Regions from separate parts of the Mus musculus genome. Here region 1 is linked to region 2. A link is a contact called in public promoter capture Hi-C data. All regions are on one chromosome and are shown on one strand. The core of a region is the stretch at or near the end of the contact, and the rest is flanking DNA. Distances in the headings are between cores, read along the strand shown.

What was found. Promoter capture Hi-C pulls out the DNA fragments that hold promoters and counts their contacts.
Region 1: a promoter capture Hi-C map of liver shows a contact between it and region 2, with 4 times the contacts expected there. The contact joins the promoter of Mgst1 here to the promoter of Hebp1 in region 2. A contact is called at or near these places in 2 of 39 promoter capture datasets (the 3T3-L1 cell line and liver) and 1 of 484 Hi-C or Micro-C datasets (liver).

What each region holds. Positions count from the first base shown.
Region 1 is chr6:138,138,296-138,142,473 of GRCm38.p6, forward strand. Mgst1 (microsomal glutathione S-transferase 1) reads left to right here and starts at 2,232. Exons shown (of 4, transcript NM_019946.5): 1 at 2,232-2,311.
Region 2 is chr6:135,165,870-135,170,231 of GRCm38.p6, forward strand. It overlaps Hebp1 (heme binding protein 1), which reads right to left and starts at 2,346. Exons shown (of 4, transcript NM_013546.3): 1 at 2,151-2,346. The coding sequence starts at 2,228. RefSeq lists an enhancer at 1-59.

The DNA of each region.
Region 1 (4,178 bases), core at 982-3,481, 3.0 Mb after region 2:
CTGCCACGTTGTGTTTAATTGTGACTGAATTGTACTGTCCCCCTGTTTAATGCATGTAAAGTTTCACTGAGAAAAGTGTTTCTCTCAAGCAAGTGGCCATAACAAGCAGGAAAGGTAGAAGGTAAAGCAGGTGTACATGCTAGAGAATGACCATCCCTCTGCATGCTTTATCTGCCACAAAAACACACACATGCACACACACATGTACACACACAGACACAGACACACACAGACACACACAGGCACACACAGACACACACAGGCACACACACACACACACACACACACACACACACACACACACACTGTTTTTCTAGTTACCAGAGGACTATTTGTCTTAAAGTTTGGAGGGAGTTTCTCTGAGAGATTTTTTCCCCCCTTAGGGTTAAAAGGGTGATAAGGAGAAAGGTTAAAAATTGGAATCCTTTTTACTCAAACTAAGACAAGCTAAACAATAATACTTATCCTTTTCAGTCATCTAAAGCACACCGAGGATGCAAGAGGAAGGGAAAAGCTGTGCTTGCACCCACAACGCTGGGGTATAGCCCCCCTTTAGCTTTAAACTTCATCATCAAACCAAGTATCTTGCATTCACTAAAGTGTTTGCTGAATTAAATCTATTACAAGCAAATGCTCATATTATACTAAAGACAGCAACAGATCTTTCTGCTATATGCACACGTAAAATCACATTTACCAGATGGTCAATAATTAGTAGGGCGTTACAGCAGAAACCCTTTATGTATTGATTAACTAGCCGATAGTTTGGACAAAGTTCAATGAGATCATTAGATGACTGAGATGCTCTTTGTAAAAGTGTGCCCTTGTTTTCCCACTGGCTTTCCGAAGATAAGAGTTAAGAATTTTTGTGCACCTTTCTGTGTAATCTTGCCTTCAGGATTTGTGCTGTCTTCCTTGGTGTAAATGAAGAGCTCTTTAAGTCCTTGCAGTACTAACCGCTCTCAAGGAAATTCAGAAAGCTCTGCTCCACTGCACTCAGTGTTCTGGTGTGGCCCCAGAGAGGAACTGAACAATGTTTTCAACTGAAATGAAAAGGTCGACCAAACACTCTTTTCAGATGTTCTACCAATCATGCCTTTAAAGAAACCATCTTCAGGACTGACTGACTTCAGCTTGGGTCAGCACATTGCTTCTTAATTCCTTTTAGTTTTTGGAAGGGATATAAAATAGAACTGTCTACTGAATCTTGAAAGTCAGAATCAGAGTGGGTCCTGGTGAGAAAAATCTTAGCCCTTGGGGGCTGAGGCAGGAATGGTCATAAGTTTGTGTACAGACTAGTGTGTACCACGCGTTCCAGACAGGGCTAAGTAACAAAATCCTCTCTAAAACGACAAATAAAACCAAACCAAAGAGGCACCCAGCTAAAACTCAGAAAATTAAGTGGTTCATACTGAAGAAGGAGGAGGAAGAAGACGAAGAGGAGGAAAATGAAGAAATAAAAAAGAGAATAATCGTGTAAAAGAAAGGAAGGAATAGAAAGAAAGGAAGAAAGAAAGAGAGAGAGAGAGGGAAGGAGGACAGGAGGGAGGAGGACAGAAGGGAGGGAGGGAGGGAGGGAGGGAAGAAAAGAAAAGAAAGGAAAAGAAAAGAAAAGAAAAGAAAAGAAAAGAAAAGGAAAGAAAAGAAAAGAAAAGAGAAAGACTGATTGATTCTCAGAGCAATGTGGGGCACAGGTGTAAACTGGTAAAGTTCCCGAGTGAAATGTTGCAGATGGGAACTTATCAACCTTAGAGCTCTCAGAGCTGGAGCTTGGCCATTACTGTGGGGCTCTGTGATGTGCAATAGCTTTGATGTTGCCCTAACGACCCTGCCCCCTTGCAACACTTTCCTAAGTCACTGTGAAACAAGTTAGTTGCCTAACAGACTCATAATTTCGCAGGTTTCACTTTGCACCCTGAAGGTATTCACAGCAATAGAGCCCCTCCCCCGAGATTTACATTTCCTTAAAACATTTTCTTTTTAGGTTTTCCAAATTCAACACTAAGGTCTTTTTGTTTCCAGCGACATAAAAGTTAGCAACCCCTTCCTTGCTTCCCTTCTTCCGGAGCCGGAACAGAACTGCCAAGATCCTTAGCAGAGAAAGACCCTCACCAGCCACAGCAGTTTCGGGGCGATTCAGGGGTGGGATTTGGCAAGCTCCGAAGGCGGGGCTTGGCACGGTCAGGAGGCGGGGTGATTAATAGAAAAATAGCCTGAAAAAGGGCGGTGCCAGCGCGGGTCCTGTTGGTGAAAAGTCCCAGAAGTGCACAGGCTCGGCAGGACAACTTGCAGCCCTTCTCCCTGGATTCAGGTGGGTGCTGCGCACGGCCACGGTGCTGCTCCCAGGCTAGGAGTGGGTGGGTGCAAGGGGCCGGTGGGTGGCAGGTGTAAGGCTAGAGAGTGGCTGTGCCTGTTTGAAAAGCCTTTGTTCCCTTTAGTTGTTTAAATGACCACCCCCCGCCCCCATTTTTGTGGCCCGCTCTAAATGAGAATTGTGCTTTTCTGTTCCTGCATTAAGTTTTCCTTTCTCAAACTCCAAGAAGAAACTTGGGAGCACGAGTCTTTTCATGTTTAAGAGATGGTTTTCTTATTTCTTATTTTCAAGCCCAAGTAGCATTCCCTTTGAAAGGGTCTCTTGATCTTGAGGGGAGGGGAAAAAAAATACATGCAAGTTGTAACAAGATGAGAAGTCACTGCGGTTTCAGCAACTTCTGTCCTTTCCCAGGGAGTAAAACCCTACAGTGTCCCGGGTGACTTGGACATGCAGGCCTTTCAACTTGTTGAAAAGTTGTTTGCTTTTCTAGATTCTCCTGTGGTAGGCAAGAGAAATCTCTACAAGTCTTTACACTGGTACTTTTGATATCATATGACTTACAGACTTAGCAGAGCAGCAGAGCGTGCTCTGTTGTGACTGTAGCCTGATGACCAAAGACCTGAGGGCGCAGCCCTTGGGCAGCTACTCCCCAGAGCCGCCCTCCCCTGTGGCCACTGTAGTCTGGCCCCACTGAGGCTGTAGGGAAGGTGCCTGGGACTCTGATCATGTGTGTATTTCTGTTCTTCCTCTGTTGCAGCCCTCTTTTCTGTCCTCACAACAAATGTGTTTGCTGCTTTCGATCCATTGAAAATTGAAGAGTCATGGCCTTGTGGCTGTGTGCCCAGATTTTCCAAGTTTCACAATACTGATGCAGATAGGGCAAACAGTTTTGAGAAGAAAAGAACTTTGCTTTTTCTTGGCTGAGGGCCCATGAGGAGAAAGAGGAGTATTTCTCAACTGCAGATAGCACTGGGGCAAAATATGACAACAGGAGTTACAGGAGAAGCTTCCAGGAAATGAGAAAACAGCACCCCACAATTCCTAGAATGGAATTGTGAGTCCAGGAACTATACAGGTCGGCGATGACAGGGCTCCAGAGACAGGCAGGTGGGGTCTCCAGTCTCCATTGTACCACCTGGCCTTATTTATACCCTACTCAAGCTTCTTTCCTTCAAAGTAGAAGAAAATGGTTTCTGTGTCGGAGTCTTTCATCCCAAGCTGTTTTCAGTCAACTGGTGGGCATCCCTTTGCTCTCTCCTGACAGGCATCCTGGGTAGGTGAAGAGACCCTTGTGTGATGGTGATTGTCCCGGGAGAGGGAGGGCCTAGGGCTTAGAGGGTGGACTAGCAGGCCAGGCACTGAGCTACAAACACTTTGGAAAACAGAACCCCACTGTTTTAGGATCTTGAGAGAAAGGTTTAGCCATCAGAACCTGAGACTTGACACTTGGCCACTTTTGTTATCCGCAGCTTCCGGCTGCGATGAGGTCATAGCAAACTGTAGGTAGTACCCTCTACTGCTGCATCTTCTACAGGCCTCAAGTTCTGGTCCCCTTAGGGTTGAGGGTAAGAGGCTCATCAGCCTTGGCAGGGTTGATGTTCTAGCTCCTGGGCTTGGAGTAGGGAGTCTAGACATTGAGCAACTCTGGAGTTTCTGAGTTCAGCATCGGAGTTTCTACCTTTGGCTCTTATTGTCTTTCTCACCTCTATTTTACCTCCTTTCTGCCCCAGTTGCCCCTAGCACCCCTCCGCTGTCCTTCCATGGCTTTTGTCCTGCTGCCTTGGGACTCAGTGTTCTTCCTTGGCTTCTCAGGCAGGTCGCTATGCTAGTGATGAACAGCACATGAAGTCAAGAAACTGGATGT
Region 2 (4,362 bases), core at 1,096-3,595:
GGGCTCCCCATCCCTCCCTCCCTGAGCAATGAAGAGCCTGATAAGGTTGGACTGGAATCAGTCTTGAACACATGGATATTGTGAAGCCTGTCTGGCATGGGGCCCCTGAAGTGTGCCTTCTACCTGCCAGGGGTATAGATGGCAGAATCTGACCTAGACTCTTTGTAGGATAAAGCAGATAATTATGAGAGAGAGAGAGAGAGAGAGAGAGAGAGAGAGAGAGAGAGAGAGAGAGAGAGAGAGAGAGAGAGAGAGAGAGAGATTCTCCTTAGAATTGCAACAGCCCACCCAAGTCTATGTAAAAAAACAAAGCTTACACTTATCTTTGAATATTTAATAGCTTGTCAGAGGGAGTGTTCTTTCCCCTTTACGGTTGAAGAACCTGGGGGCTAGGGTAGCTGAGATGTTAAATAACTTACTTACAACCCTCCTGCCTCCACTTCTGAGTGCTGGGATTGCAGCCATGCCTGGTTTAATAAACACTTAGTGAGGTAACTACTAACTACACTATAAGTCTTTCAGCAGGCAACTCACACTTTGGTGTGAGCTGCCTGATGTGGAGGCTGGGACTTGAACTCACGTCCCCTACAAGAGCAGTGCACACTCTTAGCCGCTGAGCCGTTTCCCTGGCCCCACAGTGTGTATTTCTTATTTGCTCATTGGCTATAGGAGCCTAAGCTTCACAAAGGCAGAACTGTGACATAGACTCACCTACTCTGCTGCTATAGAGCTCCAGCTTGGAACTCACACAGAGCCCACTCTGGCCTCAAACTTGTGGCAATCCTCCTGCCTCTGCCTCTTGAGTTCTGGGATGGCAGACATGAACCACTGTATCTAGTTTGGTTTTGTCCACCCTTAATCCTCATTTTCCAGCTACACGGCCTGCACAAAAAGTGTTATTTGTTAATTACTCTTTAATTGGGGGATTTCTTACAGAGAACTTGGGTATCTGGAGTTCCTTAAAGATTTGGCAACACTAGTCCTGGGGAAGTTCAACTTTCAGCACGCTTCAGTTGCCACCAGGCTGTATAATCTAACCAGCCCATTTCACTCCTTTTCATTATCTGTCTTTGAACTCGTTCGTGTCCCTGCGTGATCAGGGCTTCAATTGCTTGTTCTACACACAACTGAGGAGCCCCTGAGAGGGGGAAGGATGGCTTGACAGAACTCTGGAGGGCTGAGTCTAGACTAAAGTTGAGTTGTGGGCTTTGTGTGAGGTTCAGTGTAGTAGGTTCCAGACCTTGGCCCCCAGGTAACACGGGCCTTTTATCCAGAATCATTATAATAAGAGAGTGTCCTGAGATAAAATATATGTCAGGCTGAGGGAGCAGATGAGTTGCAAAATACTCGGCTTGGTTTGCACAAGGCTCTAGGTTTAATTCCCAATATTAACCAACCAATAATCAAATACATGCCTTCAAGATTATACCCGAGTACCCAAACTCCTAACTTTCATGAAAGCTGACCGGGTGTCCTGATGCCCCTCTGGTGCCGATGCAAATTTGGTAGACCAAGGTGATTAAGTCTCCTCGCTCACTCCATGCATCCAGCACTAGCAGTTGCAACCGTGCAGCTCTGAGCCTTTGCACAGGCACTTGCCTGGGAACTCCCACACAAGCGGAGCTTAGCAGCCCACAGGTTGAAGGGCCCCTTATGGCTCCCTAGCAGATATGCCTGCTGCAACCATGTGTCTCTCACAAAATTGTTCAGAATGTAGCCAGGCGTAGTGGGTCATGCCTGTAGTCCCAACTCTGGGAAGGCTGAAGTGGGAGGAATATTGCGACAGAATTCGAGGCTAATCTAGGTTACACAGCCAGTGTCAGGGTAGCCTGGGACAGAGTGGGTCTCTGCCCTAAGAGGGGGGGGGGGAGTTCAGACGGTTTGGAATGCTTAAATGGACAGATGCACGCAACAGGCAGTGTCCCACTCGCCAAGATGGATCCTTTTCCGCGTCAGTGGTCTGGCTGAGCCAGACTGCTCTTTCCCCTCCTTCCCAGAGCAAGCGCCGGGCAGTACAGGGCGGCCCCAGCCGGAATGCAGCTTCGGTCACAGTCCCACCCATGGCCCCGCGGCACCAGTTTCAGCCCCGGCCAGGGTGGGGACGGCCGCGCAGAGTCCTCCTTCAGGTCCTCTACACCCTGCCGGCCTACCTTGCCCCCGGTGCTTAGAACCTGCCAAGGCCACGTTTCCACGCTCCCGAACAGTGAGTTCCTGATCATGCCCAACATGGTGACGCCGTGGGGTCTGGCCGATCGAGCGTACACTCACTGGCAGTAAGGTCCACAGGGCGAGGGGCAGTAAGCGCGTGAGTAGACAGGCGATTGGGGCGGGGCTGCGGCGGTCTCCGCCCACTGGGCGACACCGGGCGTGGCCTGGGCAGCGTCCCCCAAACTCCACCCACGTGAGCCCAGTCTCCTGGGTGCGGAGCTGGTTCAAGCCTGTAGCACCCCACTTTGTGTATACTTTCCTTAGTCACCCTCTTCCTACCTCACTGCATCTCACAGATGATTAAAAACAAACCGTGTTCGTTCTTTTGTGACAGGGTCCTGCTATGCAGCCTACGCTGGCCTGAGGATCCCTCCGCTTCAGCTTCTGGAGCACTGGGCTTGCAAGTGATCACTGTCACTCCTGGCTTCATCTTCTAAGGGGATGGAAAAGCCACTCTTAACCTTTTTCTTACTGTTTTCTTTTTTAACTTTGTCTTTTTAGTTTGTTGGGCAGGGTCTCAGTGTCCAGGCTGGCCCAGAACTCACTATTGTAAACAGGGTGGCTGGGAACTCTGCTGTCTTCCTGTCTCAGCTTCCTCCGAGCTGAGGATTATGGGAGTGCGTCACCATAACAAGCTCTACAGTGCATTTAAAAATGGTTTTACTTTAAGGTGTGTGCGCGCACACTGGTGCGTTGTATTCCCCTGGGAGCTAGTATCACAGGAGGTCCCAAAGGTGGGTGCTAGGAACAGAACTGAGATCCTCTCTGAAGGCAGTGTGCGTCTTTAAGAGCTGAGCCATCCCTCCAGTCCCAACAGTGTATTAATCACAAGTTTCACACTACTTGCCCAAACAACAGCTCGTTCAGTCCCCTTATAACCTAACCGATTTTGTCAGGATTTATTTTATTTGAGTGTTTGTTTCTTGCCAAGTACTTTGTAAATATTACCTGTACTCTAGTACACTCTAGGATCATTAATATACACACACCACATAATAGTATCACAGATATTATTAGGGTACTAGATACTAAATCTACACACATCACACAGTCCTAGTATCACAGTTGTACATGTACCCATCTTACGGGGGTGGGGAGGTTGAGGGAATGGTGTGAAGATACTGAATAGGAGCAAAATGCATATGCAAATGATATGCAAATGATATATACATAAACTGTCATAGTGAAGCCCATTGCTTTATATGCTATCTGTCCTGGTCAACTTGACACAAACAAGTGTTATTTGAGAAGAGGAACCTCCATCGAGAGCTTGTCTGCATCAGATCACCTGTTAGCCAGTCTGCGGGGGCAATTTCTTGATTAATGACTGAGATGGGAGGTTCCATTCAACTGTGTATGGTATTGCCCCATGGCAGGCAGTTCTGAGTTGTTAAGAAAGTAGGTTGAGCAAGAAGACCTAAGGAGCAAGCCACTAAACAGGACTTCCCCACGGGGTCTGCTTCAGTTCCCACCTCTGGGTCCCTGCCTTAAGTGATGGAATGTGACTGTGTGTCCATTGTGTCCAAGTGTGGAGCATTGTAAGAAAACAATAAACCTTTTCCTCTCAGAGTTGCTTTTGATCATAACAACATATTATTATTAACATAAAATTTTATATATTATATATTAATATTTTACACAATATTGTACATATTATATGTTACATATAATTAATAATAAATTGTTATTGTTATAGTACCAATATAGTGACAAAAGCAGAGGGAGAAAAAGAGGAAGTCTGAATCAAAATAAACAGGTTTTTCAAACCACTGAAAGCTCGTGGTTTATAACCCCCTGACCCCGCAGGAATGGACCCTCTCTTACCCCCTTCATATCTGGCTTCTCTGAAAGGCCACTTCAAATCCTGTGTCTTTATGACCAGTGGAACAGGTTCCTCTTTGTTCTAATGTCCTGCCCATGTGACATTTGTTCGTGCACCTTGAACCTGATGGCTGAAATGGCTTAGGTTGGCTGCTACTGAGCTGTGATCTGAATCGTCCGTTGTGTGTAGCTGCTGTATGTGTATGTGTGTCTCCTTGACAAAGGGAAGTGGAGGCTGAGCTAGGCAGAAGTCTCAGCAATAGTCATAACGATGTCCTCAAGTTTGGTGGGAAGAAATACTCACGTTATTAACTGCGTATGAAAAGAGGGCTT